Regions from separate parts of the Zea mays genome. Here all the other regions are linked to region 3. The links are chromatin contacts, called in public Hi-C maps. All regions are on one chromosome and are shown on one strand. The core of a region is the stretch at or near the end of the contact, and the rest is flanking DNA. Distances in the headings are between cores, read along the strand shown.

Region 1 (3,994 bases), core at 888-3,387, 460 kb after region 3:
TCAGACATCTCATTCAATACAAGAGCTAGTGCAATCAATACGAGACACAATTCAAAAGAATCAAAGCCTCTCCAAGTCCCAAATACACTCCAAACATCTAGTGACTAGAGAGAGAGTTTTGCTCGTGTTCTTTGAGCTCTTGTTCTTTGATCGCTTTCTTCTTCCTCATTCTTGCTCTTCAAGCACTTGTAATCAAAGCAAGAGACACCAATTGTGTGGTGGTCCTTGTGGGGTCTAAGTGACCCGTTTGATTAAGGAGAAATCTCACTCGGTCTAGGTGACCGTTTGAGAGAGGGAAAGTGTTGAAAGAGACTCGGTCTTTGTGACCACCTCAACGGTGACTAGGTTATTTGGAACCGAACCTCGATAAAACAAATCACCGTGTCATCCGCTCTATTTCTTTGGTTGATTTGTTTTCCTCCTCTCTTTCGGACTCGGATTTATTTTTAACGCTAACCCAGGCTTGTAGTTGTATTTAAAGTTGTAAATTTCAGTTTCCGCCTATCCACTCCCCCTCTAGGCGACTTTCACAAGACTCATGTTGTAGTTCACAACAAAAGTCTTAATCTCTTTAGGTAAATACATTAATATCAAGTGGACAACAAAGTCATTCATTAATTCAATGTCAAAGGACTTAGGGCCTGATTGTTTTGGCTTCTGACCGGATTTGGCCATCAAAATCGGTTTCTAGCCACCAAACGTTTCGCTCTTCAACTCGCTTCTGTGAGAATCATTTTTATGAAAATCATCCAAATCAACGTGAATGCAAAATTCAACGAGTCGTCATGTTGGGAGAAATTTGCCGCTTCCTAAGACCTAAACCTTGCAGACCCCTTCATCTTCGTCCGCACGTAGGCCACACGATATCCATATTCTCGTGACAACTAGATTATCTAGGAATCTAGATTCTCAAAAAAAACTCTTTAGAAAAAAGTTGCCCCAAAGAGACCCTTAAGCTTATTAGTAAAGTTGGTCAGCTTAAATATGTGCTCCCATATGCTAGAGCAATCATACTTTTTAGTAACAATTTTTAATTATGGTTCCAGCATATGCCTTTGCAGAACTAGTGAATTATTGTTGAATCTTGTGAAGTTATTCAGTGGCACTTTGACATTCCGATATTGCTCCTCTAGTAGACGGTATTGCTTCCCTAATAGAATCTATGATACAACTTCTGATGACCATCATACACACTTTATACGTTTGAGATCATATACCATTATAAAGACAGTTTTATTAGTTGCATGAAATTAGGGATGGCAACGAGAAATTCCCCGTCGAGGAATAGCTCCCCATCTCCGTCCCCACGATAAATAAAAATTCCCACGGGAATCCTCACGAACGCTTGCGGGGAACATTTCTTCCTCATCTCCGTTCCCCGCGGGGATAAATCCCCAACGGAGATCCCCGTCTTCATTTAAATTATAATTAAGACATATGTTCTTTGTTATTAATGTTAAACATTGTCAGTTATACACATTATCAGATATAAAAATTTATTATGCAGACATCAAAATGAACACATTTATACAATTAGTTACTTTTCGGTCAGAAGTTCGAACACAAACCCTGGCTTCAATACCACTATTGTTCTAATAGAAACTTGCTTACAAACCCTAGCCATGAGATTAACTATTAGAACGATGGGGGTCAGCTTAAGAACAATAAGATAGACGACAACAGCCTTCACTTTAGTGAGATGGATCGAATCTAAGTGTACCGACCCTCTCTATTTATTGTACACGATGTGAACAGAGATCATAACCACAAGGTTAGTTTTAATTCGACCATTATCAACCTAACGAAGGCACGAAGATACAAAATAATCATGTATTTCATGTTAAATGATTCTAATCAATAAATTAGATTAGGTATAGACATCAACACTAGGTTAATACTCCTGATGCTCATACTGTACACTTGCACAGGCTCTAAATGTTTACAACCTAAATAATGAATTATTTTTTAAGAAACGATGGAAAAGGGTTGTTGGGCGATGTCGTCGCCGTGCTTCCTGTGGAGTGGGAACAACACAAATGGTATATTTTCTTTTCTTTTCTTTCCCAGACAGTGATATGTTGCACTCAAAACTGTTGTTAGGACAACTGCAAGCCAGACCATCCGTCATGTCCAGATGCATGATACATGGCCCAGAGTGGAGGCAGCAACCAATGTGTATACTACTCCATTCCGCTCCACCTGAGCCATCAATTCTCTCAATGGATGGATGGCAGGTGAACCTAGCTCTTTTCCAACTGCACCCGATACACACCCCCAACTGCCTCCAACCATTTCTGCTTTGTGCCAGGGCACTTCTCCCGATATACTTGCAACATCAGCTACATGAAGTAGCTTAGCGTTGTCTTTTTCCTTGACCCGCCTTCTCCATAGAGATCATTCCATTGCACAAGCTCGTTCATGTTACTGGAATCTGAGGAAACACTTGCACACACCTACAAGAAAGTCACCACACTGTGTGTGAGCAATTTACCAACTCAAAACAAACACTGCACAAAATTTCATATCCCAATTCGCCTCAAATGTAGACATTGAACCATTGGAAATTCATTGATAGCAGAGATAAGGAGGTTGAAATGTCCTGTGTTTGAGGGGGAAAATGCCACAAAACTTTAATGTGGTAAGTTAGGTTAGCGTTCCTTTTTAAGAAAAAACGTAGTAGTAATTTTCCTTTTTTAAAAAACAAGGAACAATCATGTAGATCCCTTTACATAACTTCAGTAAACCAGATACTTTTGCTCATAATACATATTATCATTCTAGATTAGGTACAATTAACATGTAACTTTTTTATATAAAAGGACGACCATGTTATCATACACTAGCTTCAGTAAACTAAGGGTTTGTTTGATTGGGATTATAATCTGATCTGGGCAGACTATAATCCCAAACAAACAACCACTAAATACTTTTGTCCACAAGTACATATTATCATTTTAGATTAGGCATGATTAACATGTAATCGTTAATATCATAATAAAGAATTTCAACTGGCAGAAGGACAAACTAGTGTCAAAATAAATGAATCCGAAGTTAATACTTATATAAGATCATACCTGTTCATGCGCATGTATGAAATCACTTATTCTTAATGCACGGACATCATTGCTAGTGTGCGACAGAGGCAATGGCCTATTTTCTGTTTCTGCTGAAGCTCTCTCCTGCAGGTGGACAATGCACTTGAAAATCAATTGCATTAAATATTAAACAAAGAATCCATCCATGTATATCAAATAGAACCAGTATCAAAATAATTCTGTTCCATTGGTTTTGCTAGCACCAACTGATATTCTTAGAACCCCAAGGAGTACAGCACACAGGAAGAACTCGAGGTTGAAACAAACCTTCTTCTCCTTTTCAAGAATCTCCCTAATAGGACGATGAGCAGCAGTAACACAAAGATTCTGAAAATAATCAGTCAAGAGGTTAACGACAACCAATATTTGATTGTAAAACTAAGTACCGTAACAAATTCTTAGTGCTAGTAATATCATACCTTGAGATCACTACCCGAGTACCCTTCTGTCAAGTTAGCTATAGCTTCTAGATCAACATCGTCTGCCAAATCTTCCTTGGCTAGTATTACACTAAGAATCTTTCTCCTATTTGATGCATCTGGCAAATTCACCATCAACCTAGAGAACACACACAAGACTGAGGTCAATAAACTATTGACAGATGTCGTATTAGGCTATAAACAAACAATAAATCACCTCCTTGGAAGCCGCCTAATAACAGCCTCATCAAGATCAAATGGCCTGTTAGTTGCAGCAAGTACTAATACACGTTCTTTCTCCTTTGTTCTCAGACCATCCCAGTTCACCATAAACTCATTTTTCATCTTACGCATGGCTTCATGTTCTCCAGGGTTCTCCCGCCTTCCCAGCATGCCATCAACCTAAAAAATAAAAACAAGAGCAGGATAAATGAGCAGAAAAGTATGCATTAATACGGGATTGACAAACTACAGATATTG
Region 2 (4,464 bases), core at 1,949-4,448, 440 kb before region 3:
CTGTCAACATGCAGAAATTATAAGCACAAACCTCTTGAGTCTTGAATAGCATTATTTTGCTCTGATTGGCTTGCTTTATCTATGATATATCACAAACCTGTGAGGGATATCCTCAAATACTTTTGGATGCTTGATAAAGCTTTCACGAATAAATCACTTGATGATGCTCGTCCAACCTGAAAATAGTTTGGGATATAAAAACACAGAACAAGACTAGAACGAGAGGCATAACATCAAAACATTTAGCTGTTTATCAACAGAAGTCAGAGGGAGATAGACCAACCTCATTATCTTGTGAAGCAGCAAAACCAAAGCACTTCCAATATGCATCACGTGGTCGTTCACATTTACTATGTTGCTTAATTTGCAGAATTCTTGAGATACATGACAGCAGACAATCTAAAGGTTCCACAATGCATAGTTTGGCATGCTCTACTTTGAAGCATGAACCAATTTTAAGAGGACATTCTGCATCCTAAAAAAATCAGAAACAAAAACCCATGAGGCCAACTTCATTTTGCAAGGATGCAGTCAAGAGAATACAACATTTTCAGAAATAAGGCTCTACATCGACCAAAATGTTGTGAACTATGATGCACTCGCAAGATAGTCCTGGTACTCGGCCCTCCCGTAGGAGGCCCTAAGAGTAAACCAGGTCTATTCTTCTTGCTTATCCCTACTAACAACCCGCCCTCCTTATATAGAGAGGTAACCCTAACTTAATAGCTAAGAAACATAACAAATCGTATCTGGCCGGCACTGATCTCGCGCTACAGTACCCGCGTGTGAACATAACAGTGACTGTGGCTAACCTAACCCTAATGACCTAGCTAATGGGCTTAAGGCCCATAACACAAAAACATAAACAGAAAAAAAAAGTCTGTCAGGTAGTGTTACCTCTGAGTAATAGTTTTGGAAGTGAGGCCAGAGAAAATCAAGGATATTGTCAGAAACAGCTGGATCAGAGATAGCAGTACGTATAAGACCCTCGTACAAGACCTCTTTGACACTGGCCTGCAAGAGCAAACTAACTATGCTGGAAACCGTATGTCTTACTAGAGATGAAGCAGTTGTATGGTAGTACATCATAATGAAACCAGTGAAACCTGATGTGAGAGACATCTCCGAAGCAACCCACTTAGTTCCTGAAAGAGACACCTACCAAACTCTAGATGTGTTTCAGGCTGTTGGCTAGAGCTTGGCTGACTTGTTGAATCTTCAAAAGGATTGGCTTCATTTTTCTTGTTTTCTGCAATAATCAGCTCAATTATAGCATTTGTAGCAGCAATTCGAACCATGTCCTCCCTCTTGAACATCGCCTTTCTTACAACCAGTATTACGTAATCCTGTAAAATACACTCTAAAACAATCAAACGAGTTTTTTACAGCCACATAAGCACAAAATATTGTTAAGGCTGAAGACCTTCAGATCACGGCTGAACTTTGTGAGTGGCAAGATGCAACTGATCAAAGCAGTTGATATCTTGTCATTCATAAAAGAAAAATAATCCAACAACTCCTTTAAATGTGCAATGAATTCCAGCATTGGAAATGGATGACTCAAAATCAAGCATCCAATCAACCTGCAATGAATAGATGGTCAGACGTTTCCTCAAAAAGAAAAGGTAAACATACTGAACTGTAGACTATAACTTGTGCTTTCTAAATTTTAACTAGGGTTGCTATGGCGTACAAGTATGAGTATAACCTGAGAACTGGCACACTTTGCTGAGGCTTTGCCGAGAGAATCCGGAACTTGCACTGTTCAATTATCTAAACCCAAAAGGACAAAAAATGAAACATACCATGTCACATCAAATAAACCAATTTGTAAATATGCTCCGACTTGTTAAGGCAAAGGTCATGCTGTTTCAATACATACCTCAGTCCGTGCCATTTCATGGACCTCAAACAATGATTTGAGCATATTAATGCCTATTTCTTCGGTGCTCATTACTCCTTCACCTAAGCCAGCTTCCTCACCTTGATCACCTTCTGAGACTTCTAACAGGCGAAAAGCCACCTGAACAATGCTTGGCACAACATGCTCCCTGCCAACAATGCTCTCGTCGACCTGCATATAAGAAGCCGTATACACCCGAAAAGAACTATGAATCTAAGCAGCGTTTATGATCAGTTCACAACTGACTTGGCAGGTATTATGAGTATAAGATATGAATCCCTCACAGATTTTAGTATTCCCTTCTCGACACATTGAGTGGCCCGTGCATATTCCCCTTCCATACAATCCGGCAACCACTTGCACCGCCTGAGAGACATCCGCCATCTGATCAGAACAAATTTCTAAAGCAAACACTAGCAATCACAATAGGTAGAGTAACGAGCAATCCGTCACCTTGACATTCGGTAATCCCGGCGGGACACCACGACCGCATCCCGGAGCACACTCACGGCACCCTCGTTGAACCTCGGCACCCTGGCCACGAACAGCATCACTGCCACCGCAAATCCACTGAGAGCGCCCGCGGCGTCAGCCTTGATGGCGGCCAGGACCTCCCTCGCCAGCGCGGGGTCCTGCTTGACCGCGAACGAGACGTTCATCAGCGCGGTGCTCTCGACCTGCCGCGCGATAGACGGCGGCGCGCGAACGCGGGCGCCGCGGCGGCCGCCGAAGAAGCGCAGGAGTCCCGCGAGGACGACGCGCGGGTAGAGCGGCTTGGACGCGAGCAGGAGGAGCTGGTAGGAGAGAGCAGGGAGGTCCTGGGCATCCGCACTTGGAAGGAGAGAGATGATCTTCCCGAGGAAGGCGGGGATGCGGGTGCGGTAGGCCGGCGGGAGGTCGCGGAGTAGTGTGGCGACGGCGAGGAGCGTGGAGGAGGGCCAGCTGGGCGCGGAGAGGAGAGCGGCGAACGCGGAGGAGGCAGAGGATGGGGAGGGTAAGAGAGCGAGGATCGCGGGGAGAAGGGAGAGGTGGCCCGCGGGGGAGGTGGCGGTGAGCGAGGCAACGATATCGGCGAGATCGTCGGGCGGGAGCTCCGGGAGGAGGGGCACCGCGGTGGAGGGGTCGCGCGAGGCGAGGCGGAGAACGATTTCGGCAGTGAGCGGTGGAGGTGGAGGTTGCTGCGAGGAGGGCTGACTGGCAGAGGCCATGGTCGCCGACATCGCCGGAGCGGAAGTCGGCGGCGGGCAGTTCGGATGTTCGGGCGGGAAGTGAGTGGAGTTTTCCCTCTTCGCTCACCGAGTCCCGAGAGGAAGAAGAGCTTCCTTGACAAGCTTGGTCGTTTCGCCTAGATTTGGGCCGGCCCATGTATACTGTGGACTTGGGGTAGGCATCTGACCCAGTCTGGGTTAGGAACTTGGACGCTAGAAACATTTGTGTCCTGTGTGGCTGTGTCTACTCTAGGGTTTGGGCCTGCACTCTTTTCAACATATTTTTCTCTCCTTGACACATTTTTCTTTGACGTCCCGTTTGGATCACTGGAATTAAATTCCATTATAATAATAATAATTTAGATATATATCAATTAAGCTAATTCACTTTTATACAAAATATATTTGTATACTATTATTAGCAAGATGTCCTAAATATTTATGTGCTACATTTTTACTATAGACGAGTGGAACGAAGAGTGTCATGTAAGTTACAGAGTAGAAACAAATTCTACTCATGTTTAAAATCATTTCTTATCCTCCACCCTATGAATTTGAGATAAGCTTATATTTTAACTTTGGAAAGTGGTGGAATGCCAAATTCCAAACTAAATAAGTTACTTTATTGAGTGAATTCCAATTCCTTTAAAATGAAAGGATCCAAACGCCCCGTGGTAGATATACGGTTAAAATTTTCTTTAAATCTAATAAAAATAAGAATAAAGTGATAAAACATATAATGATTATCCCCTTATTATAAATTCATGAGAAAACCTTTACACGAGAAAACTCATATATAATATTAGCTAGTTGCTCATATTTTGCTACGATTTTTATATATCATATAAATAGGTATTAAGATATTTATTAAATATAATTATTGTTTATTTATAAACACCAAGATACGTGTGGTGGTTAGCTCCAAATTTCCGGAGCTAGGGTGTGGATTCGAGTGCTCGCTCGCACTTTTTTGCGCGGTGTGGTAGGCTGGTAGCTGCGTGGGTAGGGTTGGATGCTGAGCAACGCAGTAGTTGGCTGCGTGGGCGCTGGGGTCCACAAAGTTGTGGTAGCATCAGGTGCCCACATTAAGTTCTTAATATAGCAATATAGATAAATAGGTATGAGATATGTATTCAAATATAATTATTGTTTATTTATAAACACTAAGGTAAGTGTAAGTGTGGCCTAGTGGTTACCCTCAAATGGTTGGAGGAATGGGCTGTGGGTTTGAGTGCTCACTTTGAACTATTTTTTGCGCGGTGTGGTAGCACGGATGGTGAAGTAGCACCAGGTGCCCGGCCCATATTAAATTGTTAATAGATTATTATAGTATAGATATAGATAGAGGACAAT
Region 3 (4,381 bases), core at 1,649-4,148:
TTTGTGTACACATTTGCCAGAGCTGGGTATGGATCAGAAAGTGAAGCAGACGATGAAGCAGCAATGGTAAGCTTGCCAAGTGACATTGACAAATTAAACCGGGCATCCAGAAAAAGCGCTGTCAGACTCCAGGAGATTGGACCAAGGATGACTATGCGCCTAGTTAAAGTTGAAGCTGGGCTATGTTCAGGAGATGTCTTATACCCATGGCCTGGTGAATTCCATTTAGCGCTCTGAACACCTTAAACTATTCCTAAGTATTGATGCATCTTTTTTTTGACTGATTTCCTTTTTATGATACAGTGGAAAAGGAAGTGGTGGGAAAGAAAGGAACAGAAACTGGGGAAGTAGAAGGGCAAGAAGACGATTCTGAGGCCACAGATGAGTCCGAGGATGAGATGGTGTAGGATTTCAGATGTTTTGGACAGGCAGACGCAGGTGTTTTGACAGTCCTGGATGTTTCATGCTGAAACCAACGGGCCCTGTGCCCAATAACGTGGTGCATTCATGCCAATTTTGTCACTGAAGGTGCATTGCATTCGTTGTAACGAAGTGTAACATTGTTTTGCCGATGGTTACCTCTTTTGTGTTATGACAAGTTTGGAGGATAGTTTTTGGTTCGCAGTCTAAGATTTCTCATTCTTGTCGGGGTTTCAGAGGGATGGACATGGGGCTTTTGGTTCAGCTTTTTTCTGACTAGCTTTTCTGAAAATTTGGCTGTGGGGAGAATCTGGCTGTGGGGAGAATCTGAGTATCATTACGATTACGTGTAGAGGAAGATAAAGTTGTTCATAGGGCTCAGGATCTACAAAGTGACGGATTCCTACTATTACAACGACTCAACCGATTATGTGTTTATGTTGATTTTGAATGGTTTTTGTCCCAACGAATTTTATAGAATTTGGCTGAAAAGCTGAGCGTTTTGCAGTGCGCAGCAACTTTTGGTGGCCAGAAGCTGCCAGAAGCCGAAACAAACATGGCCATGATGTCCTACACAACTACAAAGGCTTTGTTTGGTTACGCTGGTACTGATAGTGGGTTGGCATGATGATCTTCATGTTTTGAGGGTTTGTTTATGGGTGATATTTGTATTTTTTTTTCTGGTGGACCCTGTATTCTGTGTTCTCTAAAGTAGGCAGAGGGGTGCTTTAGGGACTGTTTAGGTTGCTGCATTCACCAAAACCGGCCCTGCTCCACTAAGATAAGCTCCTGAAGTGTCATTTGAGGTGCCCTACAAGGACCTTCATTTTTTAGAACAAAATTATTTTTTACAGCGATTAGGCTTGCTATGTTAGATGTGGTTGAGTGTTAGCCTACTAAAAGATGGCATATCCAACAACTAAGTGTCGCAGAGATACATATGTTGTGTTGGATATGTGAGCACACAAGATGTGAGCACACAAGATTGGATGAGTAAGAAACGATGATATGCATGATTGGTTAGGAGTAGCTATTTAATACCGGTTGAGATGGTTTGGGTATGCCCACTGGAGACCCCAGAGGCACCGGTGTATAGAGACATCATAATACTTGTATAGAGACATCATAATACGGGACGATAATGTAAAGAGAGGTAGAGATCAATCAAACTTGACATGAGAGGAGGCAATCAAAAGGGACTTGAAGGAATAGAATACCTCAATAGAGTTGTGTTTGGATAGAAGTGTTTGGAAAGAAGCTATCCACGTGACTGAACCGTGATGAGGTATTTTTCCTTTTAGTGTTCTCAAAATCTTTTTCCCTCCTCTTTCTCTCACTTTCTCTTTTTGTGACATCTTGTTGGGTTTCAACTCTAGCCTACCCCAACTTGCTTGGAACTAAAAGGCTATGTTGCTGTTGTTGATGAGCGACGAGGCAATAGGGGTGATAATGAATCAGATCCAATGTCCCTTTACAAAAAGTTAAGGCCCTTAAATAATATTAGTTCAAAAATGAATAAAAATAGAGTTCGACTCTAATTCGATTTGATTCTTAAAGTTTGTAGTGTAAAATCTAAAGTCCATTACCACCCCTACCAGGCAAGCTCACATGCTGGAACCCTGAAATTTAGAAGGATCCAAAATCTGAAAAGTTATGCTAATTGTCGGGTGATCTAACAGCTAAGATCATCTCTGTTTGATATACTAAACGATGCTGTTAAGCAGTTGCTTTTTATCCTTTCTTATCCTCATATTTAGCAAGCCGAGAGTGACTCCCCAAAAACTTTCTATGCAAAAAAAGTTTTGTGCCTTCTGTTTTTATTCTCTTTTGTGTTTTATTAATAAACTCTAAGCTATTACGTGGAAAAGAATCTTGTTGTGTGTTAGACTTTTTATTTCTGTAGTTTGGAATATTTCTCTAGAGTGTCCAATCAAGCATTTTAGATCATATTTGGAATTGATGAATCAGAAATTTGTATTTATTGTGTACATAGATTTCAGAACTATGTACGTAGTTTTTTTATGCAGATTTCAGAATCATTCAAGAATAATATCATATTTGACGAAAAAAATATAAAACTTTCTAGAACGTGAGAGGGGTGGGGTGGGGCTACCTGCAAATTTGCTTTATTTTCAAATTTGGAATGCATGTGATTGCATGGTATCCCAAACTTATGATGAGATCTCAAGTGTGAGGGGGTGAGGCTACCTGCACGGCCCCCGCCTCCCACGTTGTCTCACTGTGGGGGTGGGGCTACCTGCACGGCCACACCACCAAGCTGTTTCGGTGTTTCCCGTTTCCTTCCCCCGTCCTTGTGTGTGGTTTACCACCACCATTCAGCGCTACTACGTGACTTTTACTCTCATAATTAAATTAAAGATGCTTTGACACTTTAAATTTTTTAAAAGTACTTGTAATTTGGAATCGAGTGAGTGTTTACTCATATCGGTCGTCCACGCTACCCCACCGCTCTCTCTAAAACTAATATCTTCTTCACTTCCCATCCCATTCATTCATCACTCACCAGTCACCACCACTGCCGCGACCGAGAGAGTCAGAGAGAGCAGGCGGCGGCAATGGCTGGCGCTGGGGACGAGTACTACTACGGCGGGCCGGGCCAGCGCGGCGCGCCCCACGGCCTGCTGCTGGCGGTGGTGGTGGGCCTCGTGGTGGCGGGCCCGCTGTTCCTGGGCGGCGGCGGCGAGGCGCTGACGGAAGCCGTGGCGGAGCTGCTGAGCCCGGTGGGGCTCCTCCTCCTCCCCGTGTGCCTGCTGTTCCTCATCCGCCTCCTCTCGTCCGACCGCGGCGCCGCGGCGCTCGCCGACGCCTTCGCCTTCGGCGGGTCCCCCGACGCCGTCCACCGCGTGGGAGGGTCCCCGGTCGGCGTCGCGTTCTTGCTCCTCCTCATCCTCGCGCTGCTCTACTACCGATCCTCGCTCTTCGGCGGCGACGGCGGCGACGACGAGTAGGATAGGAGAGCTGGCGGTTGCGATCTCTGGCTGTCTGTTGGGTTGGTTTCTGTAATGCGAGGTCTGCGAGGGGCGTCTGTGCAAAAGTGCGTGTGTAAAATCGAGCGGAGGCGGTTAATCTGTTGTTTACTTGGTCGGTTTGTGACGCTGAAGCTTCTGTGCGTGTGTTGCGTCGGGCCATGTGCGTGCGCTGTGCTCTTCCCCAGAACCACGTGTACACGCTGTACTATCACCCCACTGACCCAGAACGCCAATGCGTGCCAGTGAATTCCACGTTTAACTTTTACAATACAAACAAGCAAGGGAAAGGGACCGCTCCTGTAAAGTATCACGAAAAGAAAGCGAGAAAAGTTGTCATGTAAATATATGTTTGTTAGATTTATGGAAGATTTTAATTTTTTAATTTAAATTTTGAAATTATTTTAATATTAATTTTTTTAGGTTTTAGGATATCACAGGCTAATGAGACCAACAAGATAGCTAGTTTTTCTAAACAATGGTTTTGTAATCCTAAGGCGCTCAGGCTACCCAAGTCGCGTTTACTTGGGACAATTCTCCCCAGGCAATTCACCTGAAGGGAACACTTTCCAATGGTCTACGATTATTTGCATACTTTTCATAAACGGGAATAAACGAGAACTTCCAAAGATGTTTTTTCTTTCTTTCTATATAGTGTCTAGCATAAGAACTCAAACTTCAGAACCGGACCAGGATTACCATAAGAAACTCACTTCATTAAAACAAACATAACTACATATGGATTTCCCCATTTGGGAAGCTCCAAACACTTCCAAAAAAAAACCTTAGAGCAGATACAAATCCTACTCTTGGATTGCGCAGATGAAGATGAAGTAACACAAGCAACCACAAATGACTATAGAGCTTAAATACTGTTGTTGATTGCTCGTGATTCTCTTTTCTTCATTTCTTGAGTCCTTTTATACGCGATCGAAGAGTGCTTGTCTCTTAACTTAATTGTTCTATAGGCACTG

The links. Hi-C and Micro-C count contacts between places; a contact is called where the count stands out from the background.
Region 1: a Hi-C map of ear shows a contact between it and region 3, with 2.0 times the contacts expected there. The contact joins the enhancer-like site here to the promoter of LOC100277625 in region 3. A contact is called at or near these places in 2 of 25 Hi-C or Micro-C datasets (ear and leaf).
Region 2: a Hi-C map of tassel shows a contact between it and region 3, with 5 times the contacts expected there. The contact joins the promoter of LOC103634632 here to the promoter of LOC100277625 in region 3. A contact is called at or near these places in 3 of 25 Hi-C or Micro-C datasets (ear, endosperm and tassel).

Annotation. Positions count from the first base shown.
Region 1 is chr1:58,140,619-58,144,612 of Zm-B73-REFERENCE-NAM-5.0, forward strand. LOC103634735 (AAA-type ATPase family protein) reads right to left here. Exons shown (of 28, transcript XM_008657320.3): 24 at 3,732-3,916; 25 at 3,515-3,653; 26 at 3,363-3,422; 27 at 3,075-3,179; 28 at 1,815-2,453. The coding sequence ends at 2,340. Among protein-coding and RNA genes, the nearest start is that of LOC103634735, 11 kb to the right of the region's middle. Within about 2 kb of position 2,138, at least 6 of the 20 cell types and tissues checked have an H3K27ac peak or open chromatin away from gene starts, as enhancers often do. A contact at or near this core is called in ear and leaf, where this site is marked.
Region 2 is chr1:57,235,103-57,239,566 of Zm-B73-REFERENCE-NAM-5.0, forward strand. LOC103634632 (Fanconi anemia group I protein homolog) reads right to left here and starts at 3,199. Exons shown (of 13, transcript XM_008657224.3): 1 at 2,357-3,199; 2 at 2,188-2,269; 3 at 1,883-2,074; 4 at 1,709-1,773; 5 at 1,424-1,583; 6 at 1,107-1,346; 7 at 898-1,014; 8 at 284-475; 9 at 98-176. The coding sequence starts at 3,123.
Region 3 is chr1:57,677,359-57,681,739 of Zm-B73-REFERENCE-NAM-5.0, forward strand. It overlaps LOC100277625, which reads left to right and starts at 2,899. Exons shown (of 1, transcript NM_001151137.3): 1 at 2,899-3,518. The coding sequence starts at 2,997. The coding sequence ends at 3,389. LOC100274446 (Suppressor of SWI4 1) reads left to right here. Exons shown (of 7, transcript NM_001148805.1): 6 at 21-214; 7 at 304-631. The coding sequence ends at 407.